Linked DNA regions of Mus musculus: all the other regions are linked to region 3. Evidence: chromatin contacts called from public Hi-C, HiChIP or PLAC-seq and promoter capture Hi-C data. All regions are on one chromosome and are shown on one strand. The core of a region is the stretch at or near the end of the contact, and the rest is flanking DNA. Distances in the headings are between cores, read along the strand shown. Region 1 has its middle 11 kb from the start of Epgn. Region 2 holds the start of Areg (amphiregulin). Region 3 holds the start of Parm1 (prostate androgen-regulated mucin-like protein 1). Region 4 has its middle 35 kb from the start of Gm36303. Region 5 has its middle 22 kb from the start of Gm19610.

Region 1 (5,602 bases), core at 841-3,340, 480 kb before region 3:
CTTCTTCACTCACAGAGAGCTATTTATTAACACTATAAAACACACCGAGCTAAACAACACAAAAACCTAGACTAGAATTTATGAAAGTTATCTGATTATGAGCTTCTTATGATCTAACAACAGGGGTTGCCTTTTCAGAAAAGATTCTCTGACATACCCATGGAGCCGAAGGGACATCTGGCAACATCTGTGCACATACAAAAAGCTGAAATACGTATACAATAAGATTCTGAGACGAACAACTCAATAAAACCTTTGCCTCAGAACTATGTTTTCAGCTATGTAGGTGGATCATCAGTGATGTGTTTATGGTGTTTGTGACAAAACCAGTCAGTCCAAGAAATTGAATTTCCTTCCATTCTGCCTTTGCCTCCTGCCATGTCTGCCTCTATGTCAGTTCTGTGAGAGTACATCCTTTGGTCAGCCACATTCATAAGTACTTCATTATGTACTTTAGACTATGGTAGGGGTGGCGCAAATCCTGTAATAGTACCCATACAAAGCTATTAACTTTACAAAAAAAAATGATTTACAACAGCTTGTCACTGTATCCCGAGTTAACTTTTCCTATAATCATGTTTTCATAGGATGAAATTATAAACTGACCCGTCTTTTAGAATTTCCTGCCACCATACAGATCTAATCCTTCAGTTTTGACATATTCACTTTGGTGATGTCAGTAAGATTTTCCTTCATTATATTTAATTGAAAAACAATGTCTTATGAAAATAAGACAAACATCAACAATTTAAATTGTTGATGTTGAACACAAGGACAGTGCTCGTGTGCCAAAGACTTGTGAATAAACCAACTAACTTCTTGACGTTACAAAATGTTACATGCTATCTTGCGTGTGATATAAATATTGATAGCTTGCAACCCACACATATGGGAAGGGTTACCAGAAGCCCTATTGCAAAATACCACTCTTTCTACCTTACATCATTGACTGATGACATCAGATAGGAACTTCTGCCAAGATGCAGTGGAAGTGTTGAAATTGAATTTGTCAGAGTCTGGCATTGCTAAGCTGGGTGAGTCCACATTTCTGTCCAAACCTTTGGCACAGATCTATCCAGTAGCACATTGAAGAGCATACTTTTCAAGTTCTGGATGATAGTTCTGTTAATTATTCAAATCAATCGGTGACCTTGGGAGACTCTGAGCAACTAGCGACCCATGTTCCAGTCTTGAGAAGACCCGTGTTTTAAAAAAATGTGTTCTGTTGTTTTATTTCACTTCGCTCCATAACCTAAATGAGGGAATACCTGCTGCTTCCGAAGAAACAGCTCATCGGGGGTAGGAATTCGATTACATGATAAGGAGTTGGACAGCCTCGCTCAGTCCAGTCTTATCTCAACACCTTGTGGCCCTTCATTCTCGTTTTTGTGCCTCAGATACAGGAGCATAGATGTATGTAGATTGAAATGCAGTTAAGATCAAAGGCAAGTAGCTACAGCTAACCATGTGGCTTGTCCTCAGGGAGTGGCTAATGAGATGCCAGGATTAGTGGTGGGTCTGTAATCTCAGCATTTAGAAGGCAGAGGGACAATCTCAAATCTTCAAGGCCAGTTTGGGTTACTTATCTAGACTGTCTTAAAGACAAAAAACAAAAACAACATCAACATCAACAACAACAACATCAACAACAACAACGTCAACAAAATTTTAAAAATTAAAAACAACAAATCATGCTGTAGATCTTTTTTTTGGAAAGAATGGCATCTCTATACTTTTAAATTTGCACAAAGGTATTGAATCAATATAAAGTTCTTTAACAAATCAAGGGAGCATACTAGTGTCCTAGCACTGCCATTTATAATCATTTCCAAGGCTTTTAATTAACCCAACAGACACACATTTAATTGTGCAGACTTGTTCAAGGACACACAACATTCAGCTCTTTCTCTTTGCCATAGCCTAGGGGATCTCTCCCGACAGGGTATGGAAAATTCATATTCTTGGTGAACCTAGAGAGGTGGCCAAGTGATCTACAAATGAAAACCAGTTCTTTTCTTTATAATAGACATAATAGCCTTTGTCATGGACCAACCACAGAAATTCCCTACTGTCATCTTCAGATTAAGATGTGCATACCAGTGTCAGGGTGGGGCCAGAACAGGAGAGAAGAGCCTGCCAACAGGAGAGTCCACAGACTGGAGACTGGAAACAAAGCCTGGCTTATCCTCAAGACTCAAGGGATAAAAGGATCACTTGAGAATATTCCTCGTTGATCTGTGGACAAGTGTCACCTGGCACTGTTAACTTCCATGGGTGCCCTTGACTGAGGTTGGTGATCAGAGACAAGAAGTAAAGCATCCAAGCTGTCAGTAGAATTCAGTAGACCCCGTCTTCCTCTCCATTACCTTCAGTCCTACCCTTATCCAAATTGTTCCTTAGAGAAAAATATTAAATTTTGATGGACTTGATTAAGGCAACAATTTGAGATATAAAAACAATATCTGTGTCACTCTAGGTACAAGGCTTCTCACGCAGTCCTGGGGCTGCTTAACTCCATGGAGTCCTTTGGATATGAAATTCTATTAAATGGCTATAAGAAAAATAAAAAAACACTCTGAGAGTTATCAGGAGGATCCCACCCACAGACATTATCTCCTTTGGCTTCCATGTGTTTGTTTTACATCAAGCCCACATTTAGAAGCCAAGGTATTTTCTAGTGAAGAGAAGGCAGAAAACTGTCTTGCATAGCTGTGGTTAGGAATGCTTGCATCCTCCAAAGCTACCGGCCCCCAGGGCTTAAGCTGCCAATTCAAGGTTCCTAGGAGCCTTTAAATCTGCCAACTTGGTTGTTTGGATTAGTGTTATGGTCTTTCCTCATCTTAATTTAATTACCAGGAGGCCTGTAGAGGGCCCTGTTGCACTGCAAACCTCACAGGGCAGAGAAAAACCTCAGATCAAAGAGTTGCCCAGGAATGTACCTGCTAGGAGAAGCCACACTCACCTGGGAGCTGGCAAGGTGCCAGCTGATGACTCAGACACTGCCCTGCCCACATCCCTAGCTGCTTCCTGCTACAATACATGCTGGGTGTGTCTTCTCAGCGAGTTAGCCTGCTAAAGTCACCTCCCAGTTCAAAGCCTGACACCAGCTTCTCCCATCCCCCATGCCCCACAACTGATATAAATATCTTTATTAACTCCTCCTTTCGACTGTTACCCTTAATAATATTAGTCAATTGTTTTTCATTAACTTACTTTATACACAGCGCCCCTCCTCCCTGCCCAGTCTCACCCTCATAAATCCCTCCTCCTGTTACCCCCTTCCCCTTGCATACCACTTCACCTTGGGACATCTGTTCATAGCAAGACAGTCCAGCTAGGGGAAGGAGATCCAATGGCAGGCAACAGAGTCAGAGACAGCCCAGCTCCAATTGTTAGGAGACCCACATGTAGACCAAGCAGCATATCTGCTAGAGATGTGTAAGGGACCTAGGTCCAGCCCCTGCATACTTTTTGATTGGTGGTTCAGTCTCTATGAGCTCCCATGGGATCAAGTTGGTTAACTCGGTAGGTCTTCTTGTGGTGTCCTTGAACCCCTGGGCTCACTTATTCCTATCTCCCAGTCTTCCTCAATACTCCCCAGGTTCCATCTGATGTTTGGCTGTGGGTTTCTGCATCTGTTTTTATCTGCTGCTGGATGAAGTCTCTCAGATGACAGCTATGCTAGGCTCTTATCTGCAAGCACAGCAGAGTATCATTAATAGTGACAGGGGTTGGCTCTCTCCCATGGAATTGTCATTAACTTTCTTATCTACCCAAATTTTGGTAAAAGTCACAAGGACACAATTCCAAGGCCTCTTATTACTGTGGATTCAAATTCCTGTTCTCATATTGCTTGTTCATTCCTTTATCAAGCTATAAATGACTAGAAGACCTTGCAAGCAGAATTTTCTTAAGTAAACTAACAAACGTAACATATTTTCCGCCCTTCATTGCTGACTTCTTGAGCTAATACGGAGGTGCAGTTGTCCCTACTCTCTTCACGACTCACCTACCCCTTTTCTTATGCTCTGAGAAAACTGTTAATGTTTAATCAAGTGATGGAGAAATGATTTTTATTCAGTGCAACAAATTTGGCAGTAAATTGGCCCAAACTGGTCTAGAAGGTGGGGTTTAGTAATGGAGTTTGTATTTGGAACACTTTTGAGCCTGGGTTTGACTCACAGCTCAAATGTGAGGAAATTAGCCTAACCTGTGCTTGTTTTAGTGGCAAGAAGTTGGTTAAGAGTTCCCTAAACACTCAATAGAAAGATGGTGCCATCAGACTAAAGGAAGTCTATAGGAGACAGGAGAGGTGGTGCCATCAGTTGTCCTGCCTTGAGCCTGAAATTATGCAAATACCATAGCTACCACAAGCACCAGAATCAGGAACTGTGTGCTGGACAGACAGCCCCTTCTGCAGGGCAGTACCAGTCCCAATTTCCTGAGTGGTAGGTAAGTAAGCATGCTAGCTATCAGATGCTTCTTAGAGCTCGGCAAGCATCCATTCTCCAGTGTTTTGCCTTTGCAGGGCTAAGGCAATATATAGAACTTTGCCAGAAATGATAGTTGCTTGTTTGTTTGTTTTTTTGCATCCCAGTGGCACCCTTTCTGAAGATCGCTTAGATTTTTCCATTTCCCTCTGCCGTGTGTAAAGGTTTAGGTTGTGTTTTTCTGCATACCTAAGTTTAGGTGTCAAACAGAATATTCCATCACCTTCAATACTAGGTATGGCCTTTAAAGGAGAGGCCGGGATTTTAACTAACTAGAGCAGTGAAAAATCAGCCCTGGAATTTTTAGTAGCATTCTTTATCAGAGGCCACTTTATCTCTGTCTCAGACTTTATTCCCAAACTAGCAGAATGAAATCTTAGGTTTGTGAAACACCAGCTACGTAACTGTAGTAGCCTGCCTGAGGATGAGCAAGCTGTACGGAGAACAAAATACTCGGCAGTGCACCATAAGAGAGCAAAGGTTTATTTTGACCCATGGTTTCAGAGAAACTTCTGCCTATCTTGGAGGAGAGGGCATGGCTACAGGAGTGAGTGTGCCTATGGCAGTGTTGGTGGTCAGAGCACATGGTTATGACTCTTCTCGGGGTTACTGAGAGAACACAAGAGAAGCAGCCTGGTCCAAAGGACCATCCCACTTTTGTCACCCAGAGCCCACCTACTAACTAAAATCTTTTGAATTAACAAATGAGCCCCTTAAGCTGGGGACTGTGTTCAAAATGCATGCTGGGGGGATTTCCAAGTCAAACCAAGGCAGAGTCACTTAGTCCATCCAGACATGGAAGTTCTAGCTGTGACCTTGGACTATAGATGCATCAGTTGTGACTGCAATATTTCCTTCCTCCCAGATCATAGGATTCACTCAAAGGTTTATATGGAAAGTACATAATTTTTTGCTCCTTTGAGGTTTCATAAGGTTCATCTTGTCACATAGACTCAACTTTGTTGTTTGGATTTTTTGCCTTTGTTTATTTGTTTAACAAAAGCTCAAAGCAATAACAATTTCCAGCTCCAAAACAGCTGTCCAAGTTTCAACGTGATCAAGAAAATACAGGTATAATGATATGAAAGACTTTCGAGTGCTGACCAATGAAT
Region 2 (5,917 bases), core at 1,639-4,138, 380 kb before region 3:
CCCTTTCTCTTTATCTTTTTATAAACACATCACCTGTTTTCAGAGGAGAAGTTTGGATCTTAAAATCCTATCTAATTTACCATGAAGTAGAATTTATGTATGTAAACTTAGACTTATTCCAAGAACTAAACTATTCTGTCCTGTGACTAGGTTATATGGCAGACATGTAAATGCTCCCTTCCCAGATTTTAAGTCAGAAGTGACAAAGGAATTCTCATGGAAACAGCCAACTTTTACTTCAAACAGAAAGCAAGTTGGTTCTGATGACAAATATCCAAACCCTGTATAGATCCTAGTAAGGGGCTGGAACACTGACTGCTCTTGCAGAGGACCCATACACAACCCCCACCACCCACATGGCAGCTCACAAAGGTCTGTATTCCCAGTTCCAGGGGAGTCAATACTCTCCTTTGGCCTCTGTAGGCACTAGGCACAAGGCACAGGCACAGATGTGGTACACAAATAGAGATGCAGACAAAACACCCATTCACAGAAAATAAAATAATGATAAATATAAGAAAAAGGATAATTAAGAAAATAGGAAGTAAAGATCTAGCTGCATTCTGAGCAAAGTCAAGTTATTGTGCCTTGTAAATAAAAGCAACATTTAGTGGCTCATTGAAAATTAAAAATTCCGTTTAAAGGAGTGTAAGAAAACAAGAATAGAATAGAACGGAACAGAGCTAGGCTAGCAACAACAACAAAAATGAAACCTGTGAGACTCGGAATGTATGTAGCCCTGTAAGCAGATTGCCTGAGCTCTGTGGGCAAGACTACATCATCCTCAATTGCAGACACCTCATCTAGAAGAAGAAAAAGAGGAGGAGGAAGAGGAGGAGGAAGGGGAGGAGGAGGAGGAAGAGGAGGAGGAGGAAGAGGAAGAGGAGGAGGAAGAGAAGGAGGTGCTGGCAGCAGAAGCAGCAGCAGCAGCAGCAGCAAGGACAGAATGGACAGGGTCTTTTTCTACCCCAGAACGGATGGGGAGCATCTTTCATCCCCATTGGTGGCCGCCCTAAATCGTACCTTCTTTCTATCCAAACTTCCTGCTCAGAAGGCCTCCCAGGGCCTTTTTCCCTTCCCGCACAGGGCTGTCTGTGATACCTACAGGCCAAATTAAACTACAGCCTCCTTTCCCAGCGTACTGTGAATCAATCCCTTTTATCTGATTTAGTAGATTTACTTAATCATATGTGGCCCACACGACTGGGCTCTCAACAAACATGGTGCTGCTCACTAAATCTCCCTCTTGGTGATTTCCCACACAAAAGTAAAGCACAGTTTACACAAAGTACTCCTTCACCAAACACTGAGTAGAAGTGAGGGCACAGTTCAGGACTTTTCTGTATCTCCTCTCCAAAAGCCCATGTTTTTGTTCTAAGAGTTTAAAACCAATAGTCCTGAAAAGGCTGATTGGGGGAGCTCAGTCAGGGAGGGTCGTGGATAAGGGCAGGAAACAGCTTAGAGAAAGTGTGTCTTGTTTTCTTTAAGCCAAGAGAAATCCATTTCTTTTTTTTTTTTTTTTTAATATTTTTTATTATTACCTATTTTCCTCAATTACATTTAGAATGCTATCCCAAAAGTCCCCCATACCCTCCCCCCCCCATTTCCCTACCCACCCATTCCCATTTTTTTGGCCCTGGCGTTCCCCTGTATTGGGGCATATAAAGTTTGCGTGTCCTGAGCTACTAGAGCATGAGAGTTCGGGGAAGTAACTGCCCTCACTTCCTTTGCAGCTAAATATGCCCCCAGTGGGGTTCGGTTCCCTCTCCTCTCCTCCCCTCTCCCCTCCCCTCCCCTCCCCTCCCCTCCCCTCCCTTCCCCTCCCCTCCCCTCTCCTTTCTCTCTCCTCTCCTTTCTCTCTCTCTCTCTCTCTCTCTCTCTCTCTCTCTCTCTCTCTCTCTCTCTCTCACACACACACACACACACACACACCAGTCTTTCTGCTAGCCCAAATAGCCCCTCACATTTGCTCTGTTGCCTGGGTGGGCCTGGAAGTTCCTCTAGCCTGGGTGCTGGAGTCGCAGATGTGTCCCCATTAGGGCTCTCTCTCAGGCTGGAAATGAGGGCCTCCCTGGATTCTTCCAATTTGAACACCTAAATCATCTTGACAACTTTCCTTTTCTATGAAACTTTCTTCTGCCCAGCAACCCTCTTCTTAAAGGTCAGTTTAGCCCTCAATCTCTTTATCAGAGCTGCAAGGGGCAGATTTCAGTGACAAACTAATTTGAATCAAATCTACATAATGTGTGTTTGAGTTAATTCATTTTTTTCTGCTTTTTACATCTGTCTTTTATTGGTTTGTAAAATAGGGGAGCACACTTATCCCCAGCAACTTATTATTGGTCTCATGATACAGCTCAGGTTAACTTCTCCCTGTAACCTCTACTTCAGTCTCCCTAAGTGCCACTGTCTGGCCACGCCCAGCTAAAACCTTAAGTGTAATTCGAGTAGAAAGACCAGCAAATACTGCAGAGAGGAAGGCCGCAGGGAGGGTGTCTGATTGATAACTAGGTTATTAGGAGTCCTTTAGCGCTTCGTTTATCCTCCTCAAAGTCTTCGGGCTAACATCACTAAGCCACAGTTGCTCTGAAAGCTCCACAAACATCCTAAAATGGGACTTTGGTACTTAATGTCCCGGCCTGCTGTCCTGTTAATGTATATGCAAAGAGTTTCTTTGGGCTGTCAGCTCCTCAGCACCACTCTAACTTAAAACACAACGCGAGTGGGAAAGTTTCTCCCCGCGTAATCAGGGCTCGATCCCCACTTCCTCCCGCGTCAGCTGGGTTTTTGGAGTAGTAACCTCCCGCCTCCACCCAGGGCTGGTCCGTGACGTCACGGGCGGTGGCTCCAGCGGGTCTATAAAAGCAGCAGGTGCTCGCCGCACCCTGGATCCCGCTTCCTTCGCTCCCTTCTGACCCGCGGCCACCGCCCGGACATCTCCAGCTGAGCCTGAGGCGCTGGCCGCTCCAGCCGTCCGGAGCCCGGCGGGCTGGGCTTCCCTGCGCCGGTGCTCGCCCGCTGCTCCGTGGTTCCGCTGCTCCCGCCGCCCGGAGCCGCTGTCGTGTTGCTGCAGAGACCGAGACGCTGCCGGCCGGTGGAACCAATGAGAACTCCGCTGCTACCGCTGGCGCGCTCAGTGCTGTTGCTGCTGGTCTTAGGCTCAGGTGAGCATCCGCCACCTCTCAGGTTGTTGCCCCTTGAATGCTGCTGCCTCTTGACATTCCCCAAACGTCAGGGAGCAGATCCCCTTAGCTCATACCCCTGAAATTGCTCATGCTAGGAGGGTGAGAGAAGCAGACGAAGTCTCTAGCATGACCCAAGGTCTCTAGCATGACCCAAGGACCAGCTGATGGAAACCTAAGAGGTCATTTTAGCCCACCCTTTTCTTTGATAACTAAGGAAACTGAGGTCCAGGCAGGTGAAGTAGTTTCTACAAAAGTAGTTAATCCAGGAGGATTTGAAGGAGGGCTCTTTGCCTTCTGTCTCCATTCTTCTGTCTAGTGATTTTATTTTTCCCTCTCCAAAGCAGACTCAAAGTGTTCAGAGGTTGAAAGCATCGCTGCCAAATGCTGTCTTGATATTAAAAAAAAAAAAAAGAATTAAAATGAAATCAAGGACTGAAGCTCAGGACTCCTCCAAGGGGTTACCCGGCTCTGAACCTTTTCTCTGTGTGATAATAATAGATAAAGACGGTAAAAACCGTTGCTCTTTGCCACTATTGGCACTACCTTTTGCATCTTATGTACAGATTCAATGGCTGTAAACAAGAGTTAAAATGTATCAGTACCGGTCAAAAGATGGCAGGAAAGCTTTGGAAAAGCGCACCCAAGTTAGACCCGAAGGGTGTAGGCCACTTAGACATTGCGGGTTACGTGATTCTGGGGGCATTGCCTTGGCAGGACTTATCCAATTGTGGAAATTAATGTAGGCGATCTGGAAAAGAAAACCCAGATAAAAGAAACTCAGTAATTTGGGCAACTGAGTTTGCTTCTTGGCAGACTGGGAAGTTGCTTCTATGAGCGACTCAGTCAAACAAAACAAAACAAACAAAAAACAAATCCCAACACCCAATAGCACACATGCAGTAACTGTTTGATATGAGGAGACACACATGTCTACACAGCAATGCTCACTTACTGAGACAGAAGTATCCGACTCATCTCTTCTTATTCTCTCCGTCCCTGCAGGCCATTATGCAGCTGCTTTGGAGCTCAATGACCCCAGCTCAGGGAAAGGCGAATCGCTTTCTGGGGACCACAGTGCCGGTGGACTTGAGCTTTCTGTGGGAAGAGAGGTTTCCACCATAAGCGAAATGCCTTCTGGCAGTGAACTCTCCACAGGGGACTACGACTACTCAGAGGAGTATGATAATGAACCACAAATATCCGGCTATATTATAGATGATTCAGTCAGAGGTGAGTGGAGGGCACAAGGAAAGCGTTGTCTGTGAGATGCGGGTTTTACCTCTGCAAAGTGGCTTCAGAAGGGAGATGGCTCAGTTTTCTAAAGGCTTTGTAGGCGTGGCTATTGCGAGTCCTCAGAGCCACGTGGAGGTTGCATCCTGAAAGTCCAAGGCATTCATCAAAACCTCATGTGCATGTTTAATGTTTGCAACTCTGGTACATAGACATAACTGTGCTCATTTTACACAAGAATTGAAGCTCAGAAAGGTTGTGTGCCGCCCCCCTACCCCCTTTCCCGCCTCTGGGAACAAGCAACTGAGTCAGATTCAGAACCTCAATCTGTTTGACTCCTGGGATGATGGTCTTTTCCAATATGCGACATGACCTCCATTCTGGGAGCATAGGTCGTCATTAACCATTCCTGTGAGCCTTGTAGCTCAACATTTGTGTCCCCTCCCCCACACTACCTGACTTAAAATAACTGCATTCTAACACAAATAAGGGGTCAGAAGGAATAATGACGAACCCTAGAAATGTTAAAGATGTATGTGTGGATTTTATTTTTATCCAAACTACTGATCCCTGGTTTGGTTGTTTTTTTGTTTTGTTTTTTCTCTCCTATCAGACAGATGTTTTTTTTTTTTTTTTTAAATAACGTTTTTTGTTTTTGTTTGTTTGTTTGTTTTGTTTTGTTTTTTGAGAGATAAAAGCTCACCACTCTCATTTTACTTTGTCATTTGGAGAGAAGAGGCCATTGATAAGTCAGATCTTGGAGGCAGGGCGAGGTGATATCAGAGTTCATTAAGGTCTCTTAAGACTTCCCTAGCAGCTTCCCTGACTCCTCCTCCTCCTCCAATGGAGTCTCCCAGAGGGGAGGAGGAATGAAGGAGGGACAGAGGCAGAGACAGGGATAAACCTCCCTTGGTGAGCATTCTATGACAATACCTTGCTTCTCAATCTTTTTTTTTTTCAATTTATTTATTTATTTTTTAATATTTGTAGTAGGAAAGGGGATTAGGTTGGACCATCAAGGCGTCCGGCAGCCTGTTAAAGGTGTGTTAAGTTACTAACAGTTCTGGAGGTCAACTTCTGGAGCGAGCAAGAGGCTAGCACCTAGAAAGAACTGCGGTGACACATGTACAAAGCTGAGACAGTTGCTGGAGCTCTTTTGGAAGGCTGTTTGCTTAAAATACCCAGAGGTATCTTGTCTGTCGAAACACTTCAGCACAGTGACTATTATTTGGCTTAGACTTCTAATCTATCTGATAAAATGTAGTGATAATTCATTTAAGACAATTCCCCTAGAGGGCTTACTCTAACTTGCACTTTATAATGATCAAAAGAACTTTTCTGTCGAAACACTGCATGGCCACGTATTTAACAGTACTTCTAATTTAGCTTTTGTTAATTCTCTTAAAGTCAACTCCTAAAACATTCCTAATAGTTATCCTTTTCTTAAGACAGAGGCCCTGCCTTTGACACCCCTGTAAGCCTTCTATTAACACGTCTCTTGT
Region 3 (6,099 bases), core at 2,915-5,414:
TTACAGACACATAATGGTTTAATTACAGAAAACAACGACTTCCAATACTTCCCTACTGTTAGCTCCTCAATTCACACGGAGAAAATTGTATCTCTTTGGTTTGTATTGTATTCAAATGTTTGATTTTTTTTTAAATTGCATTTTGAGTTGCTGGAGAGTTTCTTTTAAAAATATCATTAAATGAATTTTGGCTTGGGATTTGGACCGAATCGCCAACAACGTTTCAAATGCCCCGACACATGCTGCTGCCATCTTGTGTTGTGTGTTTATGTGAAGGATGTTTTCATCTTTGAAAGAAGGGTTTCAGAAGGAGAAGGGGTGGCGAGTCAGGGAAATAGGAGGTGACAAGGACTAAAATCCACTGTGTGAATGCATGAGACTGTCAGAGAAAGAGCAATAAGTGAATTACAAGATACTGGTCCTCTCAGAAATGCTAGGGGTGCTCTGTAACCAGCAGAACCAATGTTCAGTGATGGTTCGTTATAGAACCAGCTAAACAAACACACCTGAAGTGGGAATTTCTGGTTTTGTTGGAGACTCAGTTGTGTCATGTGACATTTTTCTGGAGACTGTCTTATGAGAGGAGATTTTGCTGAAGCAGACATATGAACAGACACGTGGTGTTTTTCTAGATGCTGCCTGGTGAAAAAGCATGTGATGTTTGGAAAGAGTATAACTTGTCATGACTTTGTAGAGAGAAATACAGCAAAGAACTTCTGGTGGTATTCCACTATTTTGTCACTGCTGTGGACTGGTGCTGGTTGGTGAAGGCTCAGAGTTTCCTCTGAATCGGAGCTGCTACTGCTGATTCGTGTTTGGTGTTTTGCTGGTAGACTGGACTACTGACAATAAAGATTGGAATCACCTCAAAGAACTACTTCTAAACAGGTCCACAACCCCTGTTTCCTAGTAACCTTTCTTTTTTCTCTACCTCTGGTGGGTGGTGGGCTGGAAGGGAGGTGGTTGAAGTGTTAGAGAACTATAATTAAAGTAGGTTTTGAAAAATCTAAGCCTACAAACCTGTGCCATTTCTATGCTACCTTGCTTTCATCTATAACAAACAGCAAAACTATATTTAACCAGAGAATTGTTTTTAATAAATATATTCATGGATTATGATTAGTAAATGTTTGATTTATGTTATATATGTGGGGTCACATAAAACTTTCTTTGGAAGAAAAAAAAAGAATTTTGAGCCATGCTATAGACAAAGTAATATAGTGTCACTTCTTAGCATAACGTTTAAATGGTGCACCTAATCTTTTCCCTTCTCTCCTCCCCATCTTACTAAGTATGTGAGCAGATGTTCATATACTGGTATAACACAGGGTCCCTGACAAGCCTGTCACTAACCTGACTTAGTAACCTGGAGCTGCAGGAAACTTGGATGATAAATTACCTGTTACTGCCTATCGTTTACTTGTTTCAGCAGTAGAACTTAGTCTACCCCGGATATTACAAAAAATCTATTTCCACAGCCAACCTTAAGGTCTAGTGAACAGCAAACATGCTTTGATTAAATTGATCAATTTAAGTTTTAATTAGCCACCAAAATGAACGATTTTAATAAAAGAAATTATTTCAGCTCAATTCCAATACAATTAAAATCCTTGGCAATCATAACCGGTTAGCATGTGGGAATCAGCCAAGCATCACCACAGCAAGGTTAGAGGGCACAGGCTTTGCACACTAGAGAGAAGTTTGTTGTATTTCAAATGGGTAAATTTTTCTGTAATGTCATCTTCAAAAACCTTTAGATCTGCCAGAGTCACTAACTTAAATCAGTTTGTATAAAGAGACCAGTGACCTTAGATGAAATGCTTGACAGTGGGGAGAGAGAACTTGTAGAGCCCACCTCCAACAGAAAGACTGGCCATCAAGTAAAGAATGGAATTGCTATCCCACAGTCAAAACTCTGACCCATAATTGTTTCTGTCTGAAAGAACTGCAGGGATGGAAATGGAGAGGAGCCTGAGGAAAAGAAGGTCCATTGACAGGCCTAAAATGGGATCCAGCTCAGGGGGAGGTCCCAAGGCCTGGCACTACTAAGACTATGGAGTGCTCACAAAAAGGGACCTATTATGAGTGCCCTCTGAAAGGCGCACCAAGCAGCTAAAAGAGTCAGATGCAGATATTTGCATCCAACCAATGGACAGAAGCTGCTGACCCCTATGGTTGAATTAGGGAAAGCCTGGAAGAAGTTGAGAAGGAGGGCGACCCTGTAGGAAGACCAGCAGTCTCAACTAACCTGGACCCCTGAGATCTCTCAGACACTGGACCACCAACTAGGCAGCATACATGAGCTGATATGAGGGACCCAACATGTATACAGCAGAGGACTGTATGCACCTAACTCTCAAGAGACTGGAGGCCCCAGGGAGTTTAGAGATCTGGTGGAGGGGAGGGGGAGGTGGTGACATCCTCCTGGAGACAGGGGGATGGGGAGGAGGTATGGGATGGGGCACAGTCAGAGGGTGGGCTGGGAGGGGAATAAAAAAAATTAAATAAACTTTTTTTTTAAAAATTAAAAAGAAGAGCACCAGCCTTAAAGAGTGTCACTACCAAGCTCTATCCATGTGTGGTTGCAGACTCTGTGACAAGCAAAGCCCAGATGTCCACAAGCTTCCTAATCACACAGGTTGGCTAGACACGGGAAGGACATGAGGCCAGAAGGCTTCCGGGAATGTGTTTAAGACTCTGCGTCTGCCAGTTCTTCTAACCAGGGAAGCAGGAGAGGCAGTTCAGCTTTTGCTTGCAGTATCGTTTGCTTCCTATACCGACAGGAATCAGTACATGTATAGAGAAGAAGGACAATTATGAGCCCAGTGTAGTCTATTGCGAAAGTACTGCCAAGATCTGGGAGTGGTGCTGGCGAGGTGAGGCTGAGAATTGGCCTGGCTGCTGCTAAAGTGATGAACCCAGGCTGAGAGAGAGCGGGTCCTGTTACAAGATGGAAGACGACACACCAAACGACAGGAAAACAGTTCTGCAGAGCTGCTGAGGGCACCAAATGTTCCAATGCCTTAGGAAGGGTCCCTTTTCTCTTACAACTGTCAGCTCTAGTGACCAGGGGCCACCAGGTTCAGACTGCACCAAGCTGAAGGATGTGGCATGCAGCCCGTATGAGGACTATGAATGTCTGAGGTGCAGGGGGCGCAAAAAGAATGAAATGAAAGGCCAGGTCTGACTCCACTTTGGAGAAGCCCTGATCTTTGGGGAGGCATTCAATATGGAGAAGGAGCCCCCGGTGAAAAAGATCTGATTACCCTTCCCTAACTATAAGGCCTGGGCAAGCACTTAAACTTAAAGTTACTTCCTACCCAGAAAATGAGGATACTTGCCTGTATGAGGATACTACGGGAAGTAAATGACTTGGGTAGTATGTGAATGTACATTGTCCAACACATAGCCTATTGCCATTTCTCAGAAATTATTGTTATCTGTTATTATTGTTTATTAGCACTAATTATTATTACATAAAACTTATTTTATTATTATTATTACATTGTTTTCATAGGCCTGATGTACAAACAATTCTTACAAACTATATGAACATGACACATTCCTTAATTTCTAATGCCTTTGATTTCTTACCTGGGAAATAGTAAGGTTTATGTCTCTGGGTTAGTAGAAGGAACTTTAGCATAGTAACTAATCAGACGGCTGGTTCAGTTATCTGGGGATCATATATATCACCTGATAGTGGTATTTCTTCTGGCTAGGAAGTTGAATAGGCACCAGGAAGTGCGGTGAGAGTTTAATGTACACAGAAGGCTGTTTGCAGAAATGAAGGGAAAAGGTCTTCATCCCATACTTGGAAAGAAATGTGTTGATTCTCTGAGGTGACCTCGAGGTCGCCTCTCTAAGGGTAAGGAGTTTTCATAAGCGACCTAACGGCAGGGACCCACTCACACTTTGTTTTGCCTTAGCTTCCAGGACAGTGCAAAGCTCCCTGAGCTGTGGCTGAATCCACTAAAAGCTCAAGTCTAGCTCCCGCTGTCCAGCAGAGGCCGCTCTGGGCCGGGACTCCTGGGACCTGTGCGCCAGGAGAGAGAAGGCCAGGGGGTGGCCCTGTCCTCGCAGGAGGGCCGGGTGGGAGGGGTTTGGCGACGGCGCAGGCGGGCCCTGGGCTCAGGCAGCTGGGATGGAGCAGAAGTGCGCCTGGCGCCGCAGGGCACACAGCTGACTCTCCGCGCCACCTCCACTTCGCCTTGCGCCGCCAGACACCGAAGCTGCCTGGACTCGTCGCGCCTGGCGTCCCCGCTCCTCCCGTAGCCCACCCGGTCCGAAGAGGAGCTGCCGGTGCCCCGAAGCACTTGGTCAGACCCAGGAAACTCTTCTCTAGTCGCATCCAGCTCGGTACCGAGCACCAGAGTAATATGGTCTGCAAGGTGCTCATCGCCCTCTGCATCTTCACCGCAGGTACTTGGCGCGGTCCTAGGAAGAGCGGGGCATGGGGGAGGCAGCACAGGGTCCGGCTGATGGGAAGAGGGGCGACACCAAGAAATAAGCCACCACTGGAGGGTGGTAGGTCTGCAGGGGTGTGCGCACTTAGATTTGAGGTGTGCGGTTTTGGCAGTCCTGGAAGGGAGGGACGTCTGGGTCTTTGCTGTGGCATCCTGGGCCCCCCACAAATTCGTTCTCTGTGAAACAGGTGGCCGGCTAGCTGGCGCCTTAGAACACAGAATTCCGCACGGAGAGGAAAGGTTTCTGTGGTTTCTCCTTTGCTGGGGTCTCCGGGGAGCACCTGCTACAGCCCCAGACATCACTTCTTGCCAGTGGTTTGTCCGGACGTGGGATACAGAGGCCAGGCAGGGGTCCGACAAAGCTGCTGCTAGGAGGGCTTCATCATGGAGTGCGCTCAACCCGACTGGTTAGCGCTCTGGGACTTAGAGGTCTCTGGAACTCCGGGCGTCCCTTTTACTTAGGCTCAGGGATGATGCGGCACAAACAAGTCACAGGGGCAGCGGCCCAGGTTAGGGTCAAGCTTATGATCATTGTTTGAAGATTGCAGGTCTACTGTGGCCAAGAGCCTTCCAAAACTGTGGCCCTCTGTATGAAACTAGTAACTTGGGTAAAAGTAGGATACACACCCCCTTTTGCCCCATCCGGGTCTGTCTATCTATCTCACCCGGGTCTAGGGACTACTTGCAACCACGACCTTGGGCATTCAAGCCAAGCCGACCCGCGGGCTGCAGAGATGAAACCAGGCACCACCTTCTGGAGTTGGGTACCTAGGTTTTTGTCCAGGAAGAACGTAGCCCAATAAGGACTATGGATTCGGGACTATACTCGGGGTCTGAGGGTGGGCGGGGGAGAGTAACCCAAGAGAGTAGTCCGGTCTGTTTATCCAAGAATGCCCCGAAGCCTCCTAGTACAAGCTGATTGGAGATTCAAGCTTTAGTCCGTGTGTTTCCCCTCTTGAATTGCCTGGGTTCCTGTAAATGTGCCTCCCCACCCCCACTCAAGGAAAGTCACAACTCCTTGAAAAGAAGCTAGAAGCTTCCCTGGGGCTCTCAGAGGATAAGACAGTTTATGGGAAAGTTTCCCAGCTGAGCCAATAGCCTGATGGTGTTTTCCCTACATGCTAATGTCTGAGAGAACCTTTCTGCTCCGGGATCTGCAAGGTCTGGAGACCTGCCTGCGGATCTTTCTGGAACATTCGGCTTCCGTGGCGCAGCCCTCTTGAGAGAGGAGCCCTTAGATATGAAAGTGCAATAGCCTTCTCAGCTGGATTGCTGCCAAAGGTAGTTCCCTGGTCCTCAAAGGATAGATGTTTACAAACGGATGCGGAAGGGAACCCATTCAGGAAGCCTAGAAAACATGCACTTGGCTAATGGATAGATTTTGTTTGCTGAATTGATTTTGCCCCTTTATCCATTTATTTATGTATTTATGTATGTATTTATTTATTTCCTTAATATTTTTGAACATCTCTGTTCAAAATCAAAAGCTGGCAAATCAAAAGCAAAAACGGATTAATCCTAACAAGAAGCTCGAATAAGATGATTTACTGACTAGCTGACTGACTGATTGATTGATTGATTGATTGATTGACTGATTGGCGCATGCTTGATTGGTTGATTCTCTAGTCTTACT
Region 4 (6,157 bases), core at 328-2,827, 300 kb after region 3:
TGTCCTTCAGCCCTCAGGACAAGAAAAAGAACCACTTACCACTTGCTGTTGACTCTAAATTGGGATCCAGGCTCTGCAGATTTTCATGTTAACTTGTAGGCTTTCTCCAATAAAAATTCAATTTTTTTTCTGTCCCAGCTTTCTTGCCCATTGGTGCCCTCACTTGTGAGTGCTATGAATCTTAATTAAATCTTTGATCCCCATTCAAGTTCTTTTCATAGAAGATCCATGTTTTAACTTTTATCACTTTTATCTGAAACTGGAAGGCATTTGTGTGTCTAATGTGAGGGATGTTTCGTATTATTTCCCTCTGTGTAATTAATAATACAGAGGTAAATAAAATGTTTAATAAATAATATTCCTTTCCCCGCCTTCCCGAATTGCAATGCTTGATTATTTCATCCCTCAGGGAACCCTAGTGTGCATAGTCATCAGAAGGTACATTTTTGTAAATATTGGATATCCAGCCAGGTCTTTGGGAGGCAGAGGGGGGATCTTTTCCATCCGTTTGCTTTGTACTATATCCTGATATTTGAAAACCAGTTACTTTCAGTGACTTTTCTCTCGGTTTTTCTCCTCTATGCATAAGTATTTTCCCTATAAATTTTAAGACCTTTTTCTTCTAATCCTAAAATTACACTCATTTTAGAGTTTTACTGAGTATTACACACTCTCTGGTTTGCATGTCTTGGTGGGCCTGGTATTTACTGGTCTTGAGCCTCCCTTTCTGGGACTGCGATGTGTCTTCCCATTTGTTCAGCTTTTGCTTTATGTCTTTCAATAACAATTTTATGGTTTCTTTACGCAGGCCCCACATTTTGCTATCTTTACTGCTAAGTATTGTGTAGATATTGAACAAGGAATGTTGGTTTTTTTTTTTTTTCTATTTCCATTTGCAGATGATTTTTGCCACAACAGAGAAAAACAATTTATATTTTATATCTCTATCTTGTGTACAAATGCCCTAATAAATTCTCATTATTTTTAAACAGTTCATTTGATTTTATAGTCTGGCCTGGAGTGCTTTTGGAGGGAAAAAAATCTTTTAAAAAAATATAGATAGCCCATATAATTTCCTGTCTATCTCTACATGTTTATTTCAACTAGCAACCTATCCATTAAAACATTGTATACTTTTATCCTAATGTCCCAAAACTGGCCATCGGCATGCATTTTAAAGTCACTGTTTAAGCTCCTTCTGAAAGAGGAAGAGTGAGTCTTGTAGGAATGCAATCTACCAGGAGGCTAAATAATACTTGGGAGACAGTCCAGACAGACCGGAAAAGATGAGATCTTCCACAGAGGCCCAGAGATGAATAAAATACCATCCACATTAGTTAAGGAAAGGGCCACTCAGAGCTGATAAGATAAGTTTTTAGCATCTTAGAAACAAAGAAAGGTGACAGGGAGCATGGGAGCAGATTAGGATAGAGAACAAGAAATACATTCAGTCAAGAAGAGGTTTTAGGGGACGGTGATATTTACACAGAAGCCCCTGAGACTTGAACTTGTTGTAGCCTTGATGAAATCCAAGAATCCAAATGCCTCCGGAGCACCCTGTGCATCTTCTAGAGAGGGCTGTGGCTCAGCGCTTTCAGAAGCTCACTCCTGCAGTAGTACACACCCTCTCTCAGCACCCTCTGCTTCATCCTAAGCACTTCCTTTGTGGTATTCTTAACTGTAAAGTTGGTTTTATCTTTTTTGAGGTGCGGGGATGGGGGTTGCTTCGTTTCCTACCAGTCTTTAAAATAAAGTGAAAGGGGAAATATGGTTATCATCTTTTTTATGTAATAAGAAGCCAGGACTCAGTTTTATGTAATTTAATCAGAGTGTTTTATGGTCCATAAAATCAGCCGCCTTCTGAATTCAAAAATGGTGTTTTCCTTAGGAAAGAAAGATTCACCAAGAACACAGGCTCTTCTGATCCATTTGTTTTTGGTGTCTGCGACGTTGGAGGAGGCTTTTACAGCTAGCCTGTGCTTGATCTAAATGTCGTGAGCGACACTCTTAATGTTAGAGAGAATATCTTCATTTAACATCATCCGAGGCAATATTGTTGCAAAAGATATTTGCTCGGTCTCATAAAACACCAATTCCTTCAGCCTGGAGACACAAAAGAGTGGCGAAACACTCCGGTATCAGTTTTCATGGGCCCAAGAAGAGAAACTCGGCAGAGAGAACAGCTGGATCCTCTTTAGGCTTTGAAAAGAACACTGAGCCTCCAACCAGACAGCATACACCGGCTGATATGAAGCCCCCAACACATACAGCAGAGGACTGCTGGGTCTGGCCCCAGTGAGAGAAGACTGCACCTAACCCTTAAAGCCCCAGGGAATGGGGAGATTTGGTGGGGTGGGGGTGGAAGGTGAGATCATCCTCTTGGAGACTGGTAGGGGTGGGAGCAGGTATGGGATAAGAGAGTCAGAGAGTGGACAGGGAGGGAGATAACAACTGGACAGTAAAAAAAGGTTAAAAAAAATCTTTTAAAGTTGCTAAAAAAGAAATAAATAAACAAATAAATAAATAAAGCAAGAATCTACTTTCCCTCTGCTCAAAAAAAGAAAAAGAAAAGAACATGGTGGTCTGCTGGCTTCCTCTCATCTCCTAACATCTCTCTCTGAAAGACAACCAACGTCGCTCTGTGATCCTGGGTGGGTATACAGTCACTACTCCGGAAGGCCAGGATCCCTGTGGTATGGTATTTATATTTCCCTTCTCACTCCTGTCTCTCACTAAGTGGCTTAGCTAGTGAGAAAGTGTTCTCTGGCCTGTCCATCACAAGCATGGGCTATTCCTCTAGTAAACTTGAAGGGTCACTGCTCACTTTGTAGCCATGACCATGACAGAGCACACAGCATCTACCCCCCCTACTCCCCAGCTCCCACACATTTCTAAAGAGAGTAAGAGATGCCCATCATTTGACAAACCACTAAATAATAGTAATATCTAGCTTAATATGCCTTCCTCTTAAGGTCTAAAGCCCTGCTTAGGAAATAATTTATTCACCCGTTCACCGTGTAGTTATTAAAATACAGAGCCACTGAGCATCTCCTGTGTGTTGGCTAACAGAAGTTAACAGTCCATCATCACGTGGTACACCACATTCCTTCTACTTTATACTGAGGCAGGAGAGAAAGACGGGGAACATTGGTAGGGAACAGGAAGGGAAAGGAGTCCCCAACCCTGTGGTCTGCTTGAAGCATTTCACAATCTGAGAGTCAAAAATCCCAGGACAATGTACAGAATTCACTGTGAAGGCAGCCTGCGGAGCAGCACCGTCTCTTATACGCAGGGGAATTTCAAACAAGAATAAACTATCAGTGACCACATAAGGCCTAAGCACACTTGGCCTTTCTCCCTTTCCTGATATGATCCTGCAATTTTATAGGAATCTCATCACCAGTCACTCCCTCTACCATAAAAGATGTCTCTCCAACCTCTTGTGCAACCTTTATAGATCATTGTTTTATTTGATCAAATTGTAACCCCACCCAACACATCCTCAGGAACTTTCGTTTGACCTCATTTATCAAAGAGAAGAGAAAAAGATCCCTCAGAAACCCTGGGGTTAACTTCAGCACCTACCAAAGCAGTAGGTATCCAGCTGCTGTGAGAAGTCCACAGCTATGTCTCTCTGTTAGCTTCTTCACCAAAATCTATGCCAAAAAAATCTCCTGATAAACTCCAATTCTGCTTCACAATGGCTCATCCTGAAAAATCATTTCTGTGTTGAAGCCAAGAAACCCAGCTTTATCTAAATAGAGAGAAATGTCAGAAAAACTATTCAGGGGGACATCATAGAGCTGTGTGCCCCAGCTTCCCACGGCCACAGACAGCACTAACATCAGTAAGTTGTCACTGACACTGGACCTACCAGCTGGAGATACAGTGTAAGCAGAAACTGCCCTTGCTCCTGCTTTTACAGTAGAACAGCATGCTGACATCTTTCAGCCTGGTAGTTATTGACTAGCATGGTGGTATAGAGTATATCTCTGGCTGACGTGATTGGTTTTGTTGTTAGAGTCTAAGACATAGAAGCAACAGACACTGTAAGCACCTATAGTGTGTAGTAGAGTTCCAACAGTGAGTTGAGTCTTAAAGCTAAGAACTCCTGCTTAGCCTTCTGTCTTATAAGCAGTTCACACACTGTGACCTTCTAAGATCCAGGCAGGTCAGTGTCTATGAATCGCATCTTATTCCTGGGAATGCTAAGGCCTAGCCTTGGTTATAAACATATAAAACTTTTTTTGAAGAGTGAGGGGTCACAGGGAGTAAAGCTGAATTAGCTGACCGGGTCCTGTGGATAAGTGAACTAAGCTATTGTGCAGAACCATGTAGTCTGAGGCTGGGGGGGGGGGGGGGGGGGGGGAACAGAGGGCCATATACATAGCATGGGCAGATATGCCAGACAGGTTTGCCACTCTGACGCTCTAAATCCTGTTTACACTCAAAGCCACAAGCCAGTGAGCCAAAATATTCCCTTAGCAATGAGCACTGGAAAGGGCCACACTCGTGCTTTTCGAGAAGCAAGTAGATTTGTACATACACGCATTAAACTTTAAGAACAAATTGAAGAAAATGAGTTCAAGTCATCTTAAATAACATTCCAAGCTAATAACACGAGGCACGTGTTCAGAGCACCCCGCCCATTTTAGGGACAATCAAACACCATAGCTAGAAACACAGGGTTATGGAAGAGAACATGCTAAGGTCTAAACCCATCCTTGTAGACTGCTAAACTTATCTCTCTTTAACACACACACACACACACACACACACACACCACATTTTATACATACATAAAATCTATATTATTTACTGTCATTGAATTGCCTGCAAAAAAAAAAAAAAAAAAAGGATATCCTGCTCAAAGGTTGAGTTCAGAATCTTTCTAGAAAACAACAAAAACAAAAGCCTTTCCTGATAAATCTTGCAAGAAAACCAGAATTTTCCAATTCTGTCTAAGAAGAAACAGTAAATGACTCGTAGTCTTTAGGAAGAGCGTTTTGTCTCTGTTTTGAAGCCCTTTGGGTCCAGAAGGTGGTTTGTGCTTTTAGAAACAGGGACTGTGAAATGCCTTTCTGGGTGGCCTTATGCGCCCTGCTCCTTTCTGATTCTTATCTTCAGTTCTCATGGAGAATAGTAGGAGGTGCCTGGACTGCGGAGTCCTCAGATAAAGAATGATCAGGAAAGCCTGGGCTACCCCTGCTCTCCTTAGAGTAGGATGTCTCAATGTACTTTAGCTCAGCAACTCTTTTGCCCTCAAGCTATAAAGTCCAGAACCAGCATGAGTAGCTCTTCAGGGTTTCTCACTGGTGCAACTTATTCGCATGCAGTCAGGGCTCCACTTGCCTCGCATCTTGCCTCGACCTTGGGAGAGACACTGACTCCTAGGCTCTCCGCCCCTGCTGGCCTCGTCCCTAATGAATAAAACCGTGTCATACCACTTGCGTGTCTGTTCTGTCTCACCATCGTGGCAAGACTCATACCGCCCACAGTGCTGTCCGTGTGGTAGGTGCCCTGGTTGGGATTAATTTGGGATTAATTTCTGAGAGCAGGAAGCCTGTTTCCTGTGGGCTGAAGCACTGGATGTGAGCTTTCAAAGCTGCTCTCCAAAATGTTCTCTCCGTTCTTGCACCTTATCAATTCTTGAGTAGAAATATCCATTTCTACTAAATTAAAATTTCAGCAGCTCCTTTCTTCTGGGAAACGACTGAAAACTGACCCGATTTTTCAAATGTCCGTGTCTCTGCTAAGTACAAAAGACCCTCCCAGCATTTGGAACGGTGTGCCTTGTATTTAAAGCCTAAATATGTTATTTGGCACCAAAAACACACACTGCAGGATTTTTGAAGATGAGGCCCTGTTTGTGGCGTCGCCTCTCAGAGGACAGGCTGCCCGAGATCGGTTGACAATTACTATTCCTCATCTGGCCTCGAGGTCCCCGACAAAGGAGCACAGAGCAGAAAGCAATTAGAAAAGGCAGGCAGAATGCTGGCAAGGCGGCACAATGTGGCACCTCGCAGAATCACCAAGGAGAAGGATTAAGGAAAATCATCCAAAGTAATTATCCCGAAGACCAGTGGGACCGAGACAAATCCCCCACACGTTCTCAAGATGCATCGTAATGTTCTCAGCCCCGAGGGCTAAATTTTTG
Region 5 (5,864 bases), core at 3,127-5,626, 420 kb before region 3:
GATTTTGAGATCTCATATAACAAGCACACTGAGTCAAAGTCTGAGTATGAGAACCTACAGGGCAAAGGGAAAAACTAGCAACACATTTACCTCTTGGCTCCCAGACATCACCTTTACCTGGATTCTAGCTGTGTAACCCTCAATATCACCTCATCCTTCATGGTGCCCCTGTAAGCATGGGAGTATGTCCAGATCTCAGGAATTATCTCTGCATATAGCTACCTTATATTTCTCTCCATGTGACCCATGACTTTGAGGACCATCATGTAGTGGATTTTCTGAGCCTCCATACCTCTACTGAGTTCCAGTTGACTATATTTTACTATCTACCCAATATGTCACCTTCCACAGTCTCAGTGTGGTTAACGGTAATGTGTTCAATAACTGTCATTCCCTTAAAAATCTCTCTGGCTTAACCAAATAGGCATCTGTAGGAAGAATGCAGAACATTCAATAGAGTCATATAAAAATACAAAGAAAAGGCAGTTCTTGTGACTTATAAGAAAGACTATAAACCCCAGCTATTTTACATTTGACATATCATGGGTTTGGGAAGTCGGAACATCATAGCTTCACTTGGAATATAGTTTTACCCTTTTGCCAAGGAAGGACATTTTATTTGAGAAAAGAAACAGCTTTTTATCTATTATAAAATACACAAATTGAGTAACGAATATTCCCCAAAGGAAAAGTAAGGTGTTACTACTGGAGAAGAATAGATAAATATTAAGTAAATAAGCACTAAGTATGTGGTACATAATTATAAATGTGTATAAGGGTTGTAGAATTCTGGATTCTGGAGCTGGGGAGATAATTCAGTTAAAAAAGAACTCCCAAAGAATCTTGAAGACCTGGGTTTGAATACCCAGAATCATCATAAAAGTCCAACCCTGGTGGTGCACACCCAAAATTCTGGTGCTGACAAGGTAAAGATAGGGGAATCCCTCAAACTCTCTGCCTAGTTTGTCTTGATTAATTGGTGGCATACAGATTTCAGGTAAGATCTTGCTTAAAAAATAAAGTAGAATGCAATAGAGGCAGATGCCTGACCTTGACCTCTGGCCTCTACATACAGAAGCACACAATTGTGCATCCAACCACACAGGCGCACACACACATACAGTAACACACACATGGAAATATTTTTGGATTAGCTAATTAGGTATAATCTAATCATCCGAATGTATGAAATTGAGGGGCCATTTCAGTTGTGATCAGACAGGTGTAACTTGAGAACTTGACCCATAATTCTGTGGAAAAGGGGGACATAGGCTAAGAAATATTGGTGATCAATACAAGTTCAAAAAGGTAAGGAACCCTTACTCCCTGAGTTAGCTTCTCTAGAAAAAGGTTGAGCTCAGGTAAAACCTTGAATTCTCTCTCTCTCTCTCTCTCTCTCTCTCTCTCTCTCTCTCTCTCTCTCTCTCTCTCCTTTTCTTAGTCCAGAAACTTTATTTAACCTAATGGGGACTATATGAGCTTTCTGAGATGCAGAACTGTAAGATGATACATTAAGTTGTTAAAGTCACTAAATAAATCTGTGGTAAGTCATGACAAGTAAGGATCAAACATAATTGCTCTTCAGGGAAGATTGAGAGTGATGCTTTGAGAGGACTCTCCAAGAGAAAGACAGGGAGACCTTCCTATTAACTTTTGTAATGTACTAGAGTTAAGCTGAACAAAACACAGGCAGGCACTGTCTGGAGGAATGAGCAGTAGAAGGGATTTTATCTACAGTACAGAAGGAGAGTCAAGTGATTAGAGTGGTTCCATATTATACTGAGAAAAAACAAAGGGGGAAATGATATTAATTTAATATGAGCATGTCTAATCTAAAGTAACAGAAGGGTAAATAGGTAGATATAGCATGCTTGATGTATTGACAGGACCTCAAAATTATATACTGTATTATGATTTTATAAGTCACTTTTACATTTCCTAACTCTTTGTTTGCATGCACATATTGAGATGATGGATAAAGAGGAGTAATTACTACCTGAGAGAGAACTGTGCTGGGGTGTCAACACTCACTTAGCATTGGGTTCTATGCCCAGCACCAGAACAAAACAAAACAGAAAAGAGGGAATATAGTCTCTCAGAAGATTGCGATTTGCAAAGTCAGGAGCTCATTCAGTGTCCCAGAGAGCCTGAGACCTTCATCTTACACCAGCACTGGCTTCGTGGGGACCTCATTACAGTAGCTACTGTTGAAGCCAGAGAATTTCTAGGGAATGGAGAGAATGGAAAACACAAAACAAAACAAGCAAGTAAACACTGGAGTCCAAAGGGGAGCTGGTAAAGAAAAGGAACCCTTGATGGTGGTACCTTTGATCCCAGAATTAGGAAGGAAGGGGCAGGCAGACCTCTGTGACTTTGAGACCAGCGTGGTCTATAGAGCTAGTTTCAAAGTAGTGAGAGTCACACAGAGAAACCCTGTCTCTACAAACTAAACCCCAAACCCAAAAAAAGATAGAAAAGGAAATGGAGATCTTGAAGATGAGAGAAACAATATTCATCAGTTCATTCAAACACCGAGACTGCTCTACACATCTTATGTACACCACATCTTAAGGAAGAGCAATAAAAGCTAAAACTTGGAATTTCTATTCTAGTGAGAGAATAGAGAAATACATACTCATAACAATATTAGTGGTAAACATTTACTAGTCACTACTAAGCGTTTAAATATATAACTCATTATACCCTTTAAACCATCCTATGAGGTGATTGTTTCCATAGATGAAGTGGGAACCAAGCATAACATACCCAGGTATTCCTGCATAGTGATGAATAAGATAGCAATACATAGCATGCTGTGACTTGGGTCTTCCTTATCTGAGTTGGTTAGACAATCATCTCTATGGAGATAACATATGAGCACAGCCATAGAGAAGAGAAAGATGTGGGCAAACCTACTTATAGATCCAAGTCTTCCTACTGCTCTTACCGGAATAGTAAGAGCTCTAATGTCCAAGGACAATGTGATGAGTTGTAGGCCATAGAATGCTCTAGAAAAACAGTAGCAAAAAAATGAAATGTGTGGTCAAGTAGGAAATTTAAGAGATACAAACTTTGTCTTTTATTAAAAACTTTAAATCAGTTTGAAATCATCACAGGATTATAAATAGGATGGTAATATAATTTATATTTCAAAAAGACAATAGTCTATTTGCCTTGTGGAAACAGACCAAACTAAGAACCAAACCTGAGAAGTGAGTTGGGGGCATTTTCATTGCACCAAAAATTGTCATAAATCTAGGGCAAAGATAGCAGTGAGAGTGAGCAGTGGTGTATGTAATGAAGAACAGTGAGCTTGGGATGTAGATAGAGAACACTTTAAATCAGCAGGACTTACTGAAGGTCGTATACAAGAAGACAACTAAGAAAACATGATATAAATCTGGGGACAGAACAATATTCCAGGATTTTCCACAATAGCCAGTCAAGTTCAAAATCAAGTAGGAGAAGGAACAGGAAGAGAAAAGGCCATCCTTGGTTTGATTTCTGCATTTTCTGTGATTGGGAGAGTACTTCTGGCTGATGAGAAGGCAGAGGCCAGATTGCACCAGAATGAGGAATGATAATGGCTAACCATTTATGTATGTATATGTGTACACATATACATACATAATGCATCACACGCACAAACCACACACACACACACACACACACACACACACACACACACACACACACACACCCTTATCCAGCATCACAGAGGGCAAATGGCATGCTGCTAGCAGTTCCATTATAGATTACCCCGCACTGGCAGACCCTCGGTTTTTCCTGGGATCCTTTATGCTGATAGACATGAAAAGTCAACATCAGAGATGAGAATTATTGATAGATAGAAATTAGGGGGAAAGCCACCTTTCGTTCCCTTCCCCTGGTCTCTGACACGCCTGTCCCAGGTAACTGAGAGCTGGCTCTCTCCCTGGGTTTCAGGAAAGAGAGTGAAGCGAGTGAGTCATGCTCGTGCGTGTGATGCCGTCTAGGTTACAGTGGGAGAACCTGGTTGTGGGAATATAAATGAGCCCCTTATCAGTGGGCAGGGCCTCTGTATACATGGGTTGGGCAGTGGAACAGAAGGCTGACCTGGAGAACATGCACAGGAGCTGCATTGAAACTTCATTCACTCCAGATGCCGTGGTAGCTCCTGGGCCTATTGGGAGTTCCACCCACACTGGACTATGAGGACAGTTTGGGCTAATGGACATAAATCTTAGCTGGCTGTTATTATTGAGACAAGACAACAACAAAATGCCCATCCACCATCCTTTCTGCCTTTTAAATTTGTGTCATTTACAACTCTCCAGCAGGTCTACACCCTCCAATGTAGTGCTCTGTAGTTTTGGACCTAATCCCCAGTACTTTATAGCTAAATGTGTGTTGCTTTCCTGGTCATTTGCCATTATATGATACATACTAGAAGAATTTACCCTTTATGGCCAACATGATAAAATCTTTGCCTTACTAGTAACTACCTAGGTTATAATAAAATCCCAAACTAAGACTATGACAGAAAGAGTATTGGAATTCAGTTCCACGGGATCAGAAATTTGAGCCCTAAAATAATGGGAGAAACCAACCTCGGAAATTAAATCATGAAGAGGAAAACTGAATTATTTTGAAGTCTTTGACGTAGAGAAAAAGCCAATGTAATATACGACAGAAGAATGGTTTACTATAAATGCTGGTCAAACCAGTTGTGTTATTTTTGCCACACTGTCCTACCCGTGACTTCAGGCTTGAGAGACTTTCATAGGAGACAAATCTCAGAGGCTGCACAGCTGCAGGGTTTCCTAGGTGTAGCTTTCAAAATTGAATTCTGTACCACTGTAGAGCAGTTATGGTATATGGTGTGTGTGTGTGTGTGTGTGTGTGTGTGTGTGTGTGTGTGTACGCGCGCGCACACACGCGCGCACATGCGCACGCACAAGAAACTGAGTGTTTCATAAAATATATTGTTGCTTAGGCATCTTTCCTTAAAAATACATGCTAAACTAATATTTTATTATAATTATAAAATTTCCAGAAATTTATTATTCTATAAATACTTGCTTCAAGATTTGTTTCAGTAAAATTTCAAAATATTGTCAAGTAAAAGTGTAAAAGTTCCCTGGTTTTTAATTCTGACACCTTCAAACTGCTAGTATTAACATGCTGATCTGTAGCCCTGGAGCATTTGACGGGTGAGCTTTTGTTTGTCTAACAGCCAAGTTTTCACAGAAGTGGGCTGTTTTATGTGCACCATGCTGTACTCTGTTTTCATCATTCAGCAACAGCATTTCACATGACATTAGAAATCGTTTAGTAGCATTTTAATGACATTTTACACTTAAGATAGACCATGCTGGGTGTATAGACTGTTTCCAGTTTTCCATAATTGTATGGGCATTTTAATGGCTTCTCTTAGAGCAAAATCTCTAATTACTTCCCCAGAATCAATAGCTAGTAAATTATTTACAATAACATGTACAATTTTGGTTTTTGATACAATTCTCAGACAGCCGGTGACAAGGGCTGTAGATTAGGCTGTTGATAGGCTAACACTCAGCTTCTTCAAATGTGGGTTGTGACAGAGGATCAAAAAACTGACTGTGGGGCTTCAAACAGATGGCAACAGTGAAAGGCTCTCAAGGCACAGCCAGCAAAAGTCAATCCAACATCACATGTGTAAGGAACCCAAAGTGTTTCTGGTAGTGTCTGCTCAGGTGACATCATGTGACTTTGTGGCAGCCTTAGTTCTGGACACACAACAGACTCACTTGGCACTTCACAAAGCATCAGGTCACTTAGAGCCATTACTGCTGTGTGAAACACTTCGGCCAGATGAGAGACTGTGTTATGTTATTTAATGGCAG

The links. Promoter capture Hi-C pulls out the DNA fragments that hold promoters and counts their contacts. A called contact is a pair of places that touch in the nucleus more often than the background predicts. HiChIP or PLAC-seq counts read pairs in DNA pulled down with a chosen protein or histone mark.
Region 1: a contact with region 3 is called in a promoter capture Hi-C map of liver, with 3 times the contacts expected there. The contact joins the enhancer-like site here to the promoter of Parm1 in region 3. A contact is called at or near these places in 5 of 39 promoter capture datasets (the 3T3-L1 cell line, hippocampal neurons, liver and 1 more), 1 of 484 Hi-C or Micro-C datasets (epidermal suprabasal cells) and 1 of 9 other capture datasets (adipose tissue).
Region 2: a contact with region 3 is called in a FOXA1 HiChIP or PLAC-seq map of pancreatic cancer cells. The contact joins the promoter of Areg here to the promoter of Parm1 in region 3. A contact is called at or near these places in 1 of 39 promoter capture datasets (embryonic stem cells), 1 of 115 datasets of contacts at active chromatin or transcription factors (pancreatic cancer cells) and 1 of 9 other capture datasets (liver).
Region 4: a contact with region 3 is called in a Hi-C map of the G1E-ER4 cell line, with 2.0 times the contacts expected there. The contact joins the enhancer-like site here to the promoter of Parm1 in region 3. A contact is called at or near these places in 10 of 39 promoter capture datasets (the 3T3-L1 cell line, Sertoli cells, cranial neural crest and 5 more), 4 of 484 Hi-C or Micro-C datasets (the G1E-ER4 cell line, the HL-1 cell line, LSK cells and 1 more), 8 of 115 datasets of contacts at active chromatin or transcription factors (T-cell acute lymphoblastic leukemia, acute myeloid leukemia, craniofacial prominence and 5 more) and 3 of 9 other capture datasets (adipose tissue, embryonic stem cells and liver).
Region 5: a contact with region 3 is called in a FOXA1 HiChIP or PLAC-seq map of pancreatic cancer cells. The contact joins the enhancer-like site here to the promoter of Parm1 in region 3. A contact is called at or near these places in 6 of 39 promoter capture datasets (the 3T3-L1 cell line, embryonic stem cells, hippocampal neurons and 2 more) and 1 of 115 datasets of contacts at active chromatin or transcription factors (pancreatic cancer cells).

The regions. Positions count from the first base shown.
Region 1 is chr5:91,035,856-91,041,457 of GRCm38.p6, forward strand. No RefSeq gene overlaps it. Among named protein-coding and RNA genes, the nearest start is that of Epgn, 11 kb to the left of the region's middle. Within about 2 kb of position 2,091, at least 75 of the 459 cell types and tissues checked have an H3K27ac peak or open chromatin away from gene starts, as enhancers often do. A contact at or near this core is called in epidermal suprabasal cells and liver, where this site is marked.
Region 2 is chr5:91,136,711-91,142,627 of GRCm38.p6, forward strand. It overlaps Areg (amphiregulin), which reads left to right and starts at 2,889. Exons shown (of 6, transcript NM_009704.4): 1 at 2,889-3,164; 2 at 4,188-4,415. The coding sequence starts at 3,104.
Region 3 is chr5:91,513,536-91,519,634 of GRCm38.p6, forward strand. Parm1 (prostate androgen-regulated mucin-like protein 1) reads left to right here and starts at 4,165. Exons shown (of 4, transcript NM_145562.2): 1 at 4,165-4,422. The coding sequence starts at 4,380.
Region 4 is chr5:91,812,919-91,819,075 of GRCm38.p6, forward strand. No RefSeq gene overlaps it. Among named protein-coding and RNA genes, the nearest start is that of Gm36303, 35 kb to the right of the region's middle. Within about 2 kb of position 1,578, at least 36 of the 459 cell types and tissues checked have an H3K27ac peak or open chromatin away from gene starts, as enhancers often do. A contact at or near this core is called in the G1E-ER4 cell line and LSK cells, where this site is marked.
Region 5 is chr5:91,094,400-91,100,263 of GRCm38.p6, forward strand. No RefSeq gene overlaps it. Among named protein-coding and RNA genes, the nearest start is that of Gm19610, 22 kb to the left of the region's middle. Within about 2 kb of position 4,377, at least 23 of the 459 cell types and tissues checked have an H3K27ac peak or open chromatin away from gene starts, as enhancers often do. A contact at or near this core is called in pancreatic cancer cells, where this site is marked.